Linked DNA regions of Gossypium hirsutum: region 1 is linked to region 2. The links are chromatin contacts, called in public Hi-C maps. All regions are on one chromosome and are shown on one strand. The core of a region is the stretch at or near the end of the contact, and the rest is flanking DNA. Distances in the headings are between cores, read along the strand shown. Region 1 holds the start of LOC107962049 (DNA-directed RNA polymerase 2, chloroplastic/mitochondrial). Region 2 holds the start of LOC121230740.

Region 1 (4,651 bases), core at 1,907-4,406, 210 kb after region 2:
GAAAAGTAAAGGGACTAAATTCTTGAAAATAAAAGTATAAAGACTAAATTACAAATATGTGAAGTGTACATAGACTTATGACATGTTTTAACCTTTATACTACAAAAAATTTATTATTAATATATTTATAATTGTAATAAATATTTATTATTAAATATTAATATTGAATATTTTTAGTAATATGTGAATAATATTATTTAAAATTTTTATTTTTAAAATAAAATTGAAATATTAAATAATTTATTAAAATAATAAATTATATTTATTATATTAATAATTTATTATATGACTAAATATAAATAATTAAATATGTATGTTTAATAATATTAAAAATTATAATATTTTAAATATTTTTAAAAATAAAAATAAAATTTATTATCAATATAATAATATTAAGCTTGATTTAAGTTAATTATTATATAAAAATAAAATTATCCATAGATGAGCTCTTTTCCGAAAAATAACTTACGTTTTTCAAGAGAGTAAGTCATTTTACAGGAAAAATGACTTATTTTACCTTAACCTGTAAGTTATTTTCCATTGACCAAACTATTTTCTGTGAAACAAACACAGGAAAATGCAAAAAACATTTTCCGTAAAATCTTTTACATGTAAACAAATAGACCCGAAGTTCATGCATCCATTCTAGATTATGATAGCTTTGATTCTTAATCGACAATTTTTTTGTTAAAAATATGCTTTAGGTCTTTGTAAATTTTGCATATTTAAAATTTAGTCTCTCTACTTTTAGTTTAAAGAATTTTGCTAATTAAAATGACTTTAAAAATGTTCTTAAACATGCATAATATGTTAACCTTAAAATAATATGGTTAAAACCTGTTAATGTAAATTTGTATAAATATGATTCTAACATGATTCTAGAATATAATTTAGGTATAGCATGTAAATTTGATTCTAGCCTATAAATATGATTCTAGTATGATTTTATGCTATAATTTAGGATTTTTTGTGCAGTTAGTTTCCATGTATCATTCCTAGGTACTAGTATAAATACCTAGCACTTCTACAAGCAATACATACAGAAATTTATTCCACTGTCTTTTCTTAAGTTTATAACACGGTATCAAGAGCTTAGGTTCCATTCTTTTTATTTTTATTTTTATTTTTATTTTTTTTCTCTGCTCTTTTGGTCTTGTTTCTAGCTTTGCCATCTATTTCCCATGCTTTGCCTTTCTTTGTCTAAGTCAAGCCATCATACTCAATCCATTCTGAGTCATTGACTACTTTGTTGACCAAACCGCTCCCACATTTTTTCTTCTGTTGATTTGCTCTTATTTCTTCACTTTCTTTCTATTTGATTTGTCTTTATCATAGAGAAAATAGAGATTTCTCGAGCTATTTCTACTATTTTGGATCGGACAAATTACAATCTTTAGGTTTTTATTTAGATTCCATTTAGTTAAATTCTTTTTTATTTAGTTTAGATTTTAAAATCATTTTAAGCTTCTTCTTTTTTTAGGTTAGATTTTAAAATCTTATTTTAGAATTTCAAATTAACATTTTATCACTACAGGAAAATAGGGCTTTAGCGGCGTTTTTAGCTGCGTTTTATCAAAAAACACCGCAAAAATTGTAAAACACAAACGTCGCTAAAAAATAAAGCAATAGCGCGCTTTCGGTAAAACGCCGCTAAAAACTAGAGCATTAGCGGCGCTTTCGGTCAAATGCCGCTAAAACCAGAGCATTAGCGTCGCTTTCGATAAAACGCCGCTAAAAGTCATATAACTCCTAAAACCTTAAACCCTAAAAATATCATAAACACTGATTTATAACCCGTAAAACACTAAACCCCTAAAACCTAAAAACCCTAAACACTAAACTATAACCTCTAAAACCCTAAACCCCAAAAAATATCATATGGATGTTGATGTGTATATACATAGATATTAATGTAAAAGCTTATGTTCATAATAAATTATGGAAGCAATACTTAATATTGATTAAATTTATTTTTGGGTTTAGGGTTTAATATTTAAGGTTTTATGGTTTAAGGTCTAACGGCCATGGGTATATAGTATGTTAATCTCAAGTGAATCATATTCAATAATTAAATCTTAAACCCTATAATTAATTATTGTTATCGATAATAGATATCTTGATTTTGATAAAAAAATATTTTTTATATATTAATAAGGTGTTATATTGTTTAATGGATTGAAGGGATATTTTGTGGAAAACGTTTTAAATGATAAGTTTACCTTTAAATTTTATTAATAGTTTTTTGTTTATACTATTTTAATATTTATCTATACTGATTAATTAAAATATATATTTATTTATACGAACGAAAGTCCTCTGCACTCATTTGTGTCTTCACGTTTTTTAATTGTAACTCATTTTCTTTTTATAAAACAGTGAATTTTCCTTTATTTGTAAACCAATCTTCTTATTGAAAAGTTGCAACTCTTTTTTTGTTTTTGTTTTTTTAAATAAGTGTTGTTTTAGTTCCAACTTGTTTTATAGAGTGTTTTTTTTATTCTTTTAAGGTTGATGGTTTATGTTTTATGATTTAGGGTTTCGAAACTATAATTAAGGATTTAATGTTTAGATTAATTAGTGTTTTTTAATTTATATATTAAATAATCTCTTATATAATTATAAAAGAGATAATATTAATTTTAATATTTTAAAATTATAACAAATTATTTATTGAAAAATAAATAAAAAAGTAACAGATTGATAGGGATAGGTAATTATCTATTTTGGATAGGACCAAACTATAACAAATTAAATAAGGTCTTATTGTTATTTTGAATTCGATTTTATTTTGATCATATCTAAAACCGACTTTATAAACAATATAAATTAACTGCACCATTCACTTAGCTATGGGAAAGTTAATTTCATTTTAGTTACTTAATTATAAAAAGTTACATTTTGATAACTAAACTATTTAATTAGAAGTTTTCATTTAATTTAAAAATAAAAATTTAAAAATTTAAAAATAAAAAATTTAAAAATTTAATATTTAATATTTTAGTCCATATTTCAATTAAAAAGTTCAATATTCAAAATTTTAAAAAAATTCTAAAAAATGATAAACTCAGCACAAAAATTTTTAAAGAAATAAATAGAAAAAAATATGTTCAAAATTAAAAAAAAATTAAAATTAAGTAATAGTGGCGTTTTTGGAAAAAACGCCGTAAAAAGTTTAGCTATAGTGGCGTTTTTAGTGAAAACACCGCAAAAAACCAATAATTTTTGGTTACCCACTCATTACTCCTCATTCTCCTGGAAAATTTAGTCGCGCGCCCTAAATCCCCAATTTTCCCCTTTTACTCTGAAAATTTGCCCCCAAATTTCCCATTTCCAACAACACCAAGTCAATACACCTACACCAATCACACTTCATTTTCCTTTTCATTTTACTGCACTGAATTTACCTACCATAGCTACTCATTTTCTCTCGATTTGTAAGGGTTTCTTTTAATTCTAGGCTTTCATTTGTCTTCCTTTTGTTGTTTGTCGTGTGAGACAACAGGACGGAGCAAATGTCTGAGGACGACGAGAGGCAGCAATCTCCACCGTCGGATCTTGAGTTCGTTTCCAACAAGGCGCCGAACTGTAACGCCACGGGATCTGACTCGGGTCACCCGAAGTTCCAGTCGACGTACCCAGACCAGGTTCTGGAGAATGTGTTGGAGAACGTTTTTAGGGTTTAAGGAACTTATTCTCGTTTGCTGCGATGGGTTTAGAATTAGTGGCCTTGCTATTTTCGTTAACAAGTGCAGGTATTTTTCTTCATTATTTTTGCTGTTAATAGTGTTCATTATTTACTAATAACCTGCTGATTGGATCTATTTATGGTGTTAAGAGTAATGTTTGTTAGCTTATATAATATGGGATTGAGAAAAAAAAATTGTTTCTGTATTGAGATTTTTGTTTGATCTGATTGGTTGTGTTTATAGATTGAATGTTTTTAGATCTGTTTATGGTTTTCCTTGATCTGGGTATGAACTGGGGTTTGAAAATGTTTTGAGTGTATGTAATGTGTTGTGATAATCAATGAATAAAAAGAGAGTTTGAGGATGGATATCTAGATGATATACTGATATTCAATGTGTCAACGAACGGATTATTCCTCCTCCTCCAACGTCTACTTCAAGTATATAGCGGTCCTTTTACAATGATAAGATAAAATATTCAACCATGGTAATGGTGTAAAAGAGCAGAAGAGAGTTGAGAAAAATCCGAGTACAAGAAGAGATAGTTAGAGAGCATTTTTGCCACTTTGACTCAAAGCCTTCGCAAATGCTTGAACTCCTCAAAATCCTGTGAATAATCCTGTGAAGCTTTATCCTCAGAGTTTCTATTTCCATCTCCGATTTTAAGTTCATCAGTGCCTGACAGAGATTGGAACAGAAAGGCTAAAGTCGTTCCCTTGCCTTTGAAAGTCAGAACCATGGCAAACATATTAGCATGAAAATAGAACAATTATGACCATAATAATATCCGGAGCTTTCAGTATAAATATTTACAGATACTCAGTATGCTGATGTATGTTCCACATCATTGTTAATGACTTTCTGCACTTGTTCTTAATTCCATGTTTGTTTGAATTTTCTGAACTAATGCAGGGCAAGATGAGTTGTCTGATGATCAATGACATTGATGCTGGTCTTGGTAGATT
Region 2 (4,459 bases), core at 299-2,798:
AGGCCCTTGAAATTTTATTAAATTTTAAATTAATAAAGGTAAAATTATACTTTGGCTCTTTTAAAATTATAAAAATTCGATTTAATCCTTTAGAAATTATAAATATATAGATTATAAAAAATTAAAATTTTATTCGACCCTTAAAAATTTGTTTTAACTTTGCCCCTATATACAACAAATTTTGTACATATAAATAAAAATAAAATACTATAACACATGAATTTCATCTTTAAAGAAACAAAATCTTAATAGCAGTGTTTTGTATTTCTAGAGCAAGCTTTGAAAAATAGTTGATGTTACCACTTAGCATGGACCAAAACATTAATTAAGATGTGTAATCTTCATTTACAAAGTTTTCCACGTAATTTCTTACGTCACAACGCCTATTTTTTTAAAAAACAACCCTTCCCTATTATATATATAAAGACAAAAAAAAATCTATATTGCGGGGACAACTTTAAATGAGGGTAGTCCAAATACAACTGATCCCAAAATCAGTATTTTATAAAATTTAAGGTTTAATTTGTGTTTTAAAAATTAATTTTTTTATTTAAAAAATCCTTATTTAAATATAAATATCATTGATATTTTATCAAAATTTATCAACTTGTCAATAATATAAAATATAAGGATTAAATTTTAAATTTTATTAAGACACAAAAATTAACGACATATTTCAACCTACTTAAGATTACCCAATTATATTATTCAAATCAAACCATATTATCCCTTAATAACATAATTAATTTCCTTTAATTTTTTTTAGCCTTATGGCTAGATTCATGTGTCATGCTTGTATGTATATATTAGGCCTCATGATCCATGGGTTTGTCATCTAGAAAATGGGAAAGTTTAGGTGAAATTTGACAATTAGGGGGCCTTCATAGGCAATTTACTTGACTACTTGTCAAATAAGTAGGATGACATCAGCCCATACATTTAGATTTTTGACCAAAATCATTTAAACAAAAAAATAAGGGCTGCTTGGTAGACTTTTACAACTTCGTCATGTACGGTTTGAATTTTTGGGCAACAATTTTTTAAATTTGGAGTGGTTGAAATAATATAAAATTTTACAATTTATATCAAGTATTATGAAGGTTAAGATTATAATTTATTGTTTTTACTTTTAAAATAAATAAATTAATAATTATACATTAAATCAAATAGCAAACTGATAATTCTGTAAATTTTTTTATCTAAATCTATTGTTAAAAATTGATAATTGTACTTAGGTCTAAAGTACATATCTAGTTATTTCTTTAGCTACAAATGAATAAAAATTCAACAGAAATAATCAATTTAGTTTCGATTTAATATACAAGAATGAATTTGCCCTTTTTTTTATTTGAAGGGGCAAAATGTAATATGACCCCTAGTATAGGGGCTTCTATGATAATATTACCAGTGAATAGCCGGATCTTTTGATGGGTACAGTGGTTAGTTGTCCGTTAAAAAAAATTGTATAGGTAATTCCGTTAACAACTCCGTTCCAGTCCTACCCGCCATTTCAATTTAAGAGTTGCTTGTGCGTGTTAATTTCCTCCATGTCATCTTCAATTGTCATCAGTTCCGTCACACCCCAATTCTCACAGTCAAAACACTTGGAACCTTCTTTCATACCCCACTGCCATTTTCCCTTTCATTTTTAACCTTAATTTTTCCATTTCCTCCTCACTCAACTTTCAATCCTTCTTCTTTGTACATAAAAAAATTCGCAAAATCAAAAAAAAATTGAAGAAAGAAGGGAGATGGGTTTTTCAAAGGAAGAGAAGTCGAGAAGAATTTGGAGGGTATTGAAAACAGTGTTTTTCTTGATAACAATGGCGATTTCGTTCCTCGTATTTTCTGCGCCGGTTTTTCTCGTTCTAGCCGATGCCCTTTTGCCTTCGGCTTTGCTCTCTGCTTCGCTTTCGCCTTCTTATTTATCACTCCAATCCCTTTCTTCCCATTTCGATAACTATGATTTTAGATCTTCTCTCATAGATATTCCCCTCATATCCATCATCAGATCAGCTGTTATAATCTGTAAGTTCATCAATAACCCATTCCGAATTGAATATTTTTAGTGGATTTAAAAGTCAATTTACTTTACGCAAAAACCCTAATCGAATTGTAGTTTCCTTCGTGGCTATTTCATATGTGAGGTCCCTGGAAATTGAATTTTGTTTGGTCTAATTCTGAATCCAGTCCTTTTTCTCCTCGTACTTCTGAAATTTAGTCTCTCTGCTAGACTACTTGTTTAATTGATTTACAGGTTTTCTGGGTTTTTTTTTTGCTTGCAGTTGTTTACAGTTTTTGTGATGGGCCAAAACTTTCGAGGGGACCATACCTGGGAATCACAATGATTTGTTCGATTTCATCGTTGGTTTTTGTTTCGATAAAAGCTTCGTTTGTGTTCGGTTCGAGAATTCCTAAAGAAGGGACGTATGTTACAGCCATGGAAACCGCTCTTTTCATTTCTTCATTGGCTTTGGCAATTGCACACATGATTGTGGCTTATAGGACAAGTTGCAGAGAAAGAAGAAAGCTCCTTGTCTACAAAATTGACATTGAAGCTGTAAGTTCACGCTATCTCTATTTCCATAAAAGTATAATTTTTTTTAAAAAGATCTATATTTATAAAATATTTTAATAAATTGAATTAAATTAAGGTTTGTTGATGAATTAATTAAATGAAATAGTTAAACGATATATTTATAAGCAATTAGTAAAAAAATAGTTGTGACAAAAAGATTAAATATTATAATAATATTAGGGAGTGAGAAAAAAGAAGATAAATGTATAATAATAAAAGCGAGCCCAAAGTCCTACCAAAACTGTAGAAAGTAGGGAATTTTACGTTTCTAGAAACTCAATTGTTTAAGGAAAGTAAAAGATGTTATTTTCATAAATTAAATGAATGATTTTTCATTTTTATTGGCACAGATTTCAGCTTGCAAGAATGGGTTTCCTAGGTATCAAAAGATTCTCCAGCAAGAAAGGGTGAAGTAAATGCAATATTACCAACACTGAAAACGATTTTCCTTTCCAAGAAACCTACCTGTTTTTGGCTCATCACATTCTTCTTTCCCACATTTCAGGTAATTATCACTTTCATGATTTTAAATTTTATTTTTATTATTTCATATCAAATTTGACTTTAAGAATCAGATATATTCATAAGTCAAATTCATTCATTATAACTTTTGATCATTTTTTTATACAATACTTAGAATTATTTATAGATCATTATAGTAGCAAAACTAGGGGCTGACAAGGGCTTTAACTCCTTAAAATGAAAATTTTTCTATATGACCATTTTTTAAATTTTAGTAAAAGTAAAAAAATAAAAATTTAATTTAATCTTTTAAAAATTATAAAAATATAATTTATTAAAATAGTAAAATTATATTTTTTCTATTGTAAAAATTACGATTTAATTTTAACTCCTAATTTTTTTTTTCTAATTTCATCTCTACTTCCTAACTTATAAATAAAAAAATGATGTGCACTTAAACCCACATTCATAGTCCATAAATAAATATAGTAGTAATGTGATAGCCATGAAACTTGATATAATTAACTCATGCATTTCTTTTTTCCTTTCTTCTTTTGCAGATTTAACCAAAACCAATCAGTCGCTTGAAAATCAAAGTGTTAACAAGCAGATCACAGCCAGCAGATACATACATATATATATATTATATTTTGAGGAAATGATCGAACATGCAATGATTTTGAGTGTACAGTTTGTATTACATCTGTAAATATTAATTTAAAAACAAAGGAAGAAATGGGCCAAAGCTCTTTTCCATACCCCAATTTTTTTAAAATATTTGAAAAATATTTATATTAATTATTATTTTTGGGCCAAAACACTTATTGTTAGGTTAATTATTTTCGGGTCAGAATTTGTAGCAGGTATGCTATGCCAAAACTCAGACCTCTCTTCTTAAGATCATTCAAATAGGCACTGCCTTTTAGTTACAAACCCTTAATTCAAGAAACTTATGTTGTCCTCGGCAATATTGCTATCACTGATCAGAATTTCAATATTTCTGTTGTGCAGGATCCATTATATGGCAAGCCATAAAGCATACTCTATTATAATTCATTGTTAACTCATCTAAAATTTTCTTTAAAGAAGAAGACTTAGAGAAATAGAGAGAATTTAGAAAGCCATAGATACAAGACACACTGATATTTTATTGATAGGAAAACTCGATGATCCTTACAAACTGATACTATCTCCTTTTATACCTAAAGGAGAGATAACACAACAAAATAGTAAACAATGTTAAAGTAAGCATTATTATATAAAGCAAATAGTACTACATAAAGTAAACAGTACATAAAGCAACTGAGCATGAGTGACTGCTTTTAGCTGTTAGCATTTGATATTGGGCACTGTCCATGGAATCTTCACTATTTACTGTCATATCCAAGTCTTCATCTATATCCTTATTATTATCTTGTT

What was found. Hi-C and Micro-C count contacts between places; a contact is called where the count stands out from the background.
Region 1: a Hi-C map of leaf shows a contact between it and region 2, with 4 times the contacts expected there. The contact joins the promoter of LOC107962049 here to the promoter of LOC121230740 in region 2. A contact is called at or near these places in 6 of 34 Hi-C or Micro-C datasets (leaf and petal).

Annotation. Positions count from the first base shown.
Region 1 is chrA06:121,132,787-121,137,437 of Gossypium_hirsutum_v2.1, forward strand. LOC107962049 (DNA-directed RNA polymerase 2, chloroplastic/mitochondrial) reads left to right here and starts at 3,157. Exons shown (of 9, transcript XM_041116055.1): 1 at 3,157-3,752; 2 at 4,599-4,651.
Region 2 is chrA06:120,927,454-120,931,912 of Gossypium_hirsutum_v2.1, forward strand. It overlaps LOC121230740, which reads left to right and starts at 1,549. Exons shown (of 4, transcript XM_041116052.1): 1 at 1,549-2,028; 2 at 2,286-2,560; 3 at 2,929-3,083; 4 at 3,601-3,796. The coding sequence starts at 1,752. The coding sequence ends at 2,994.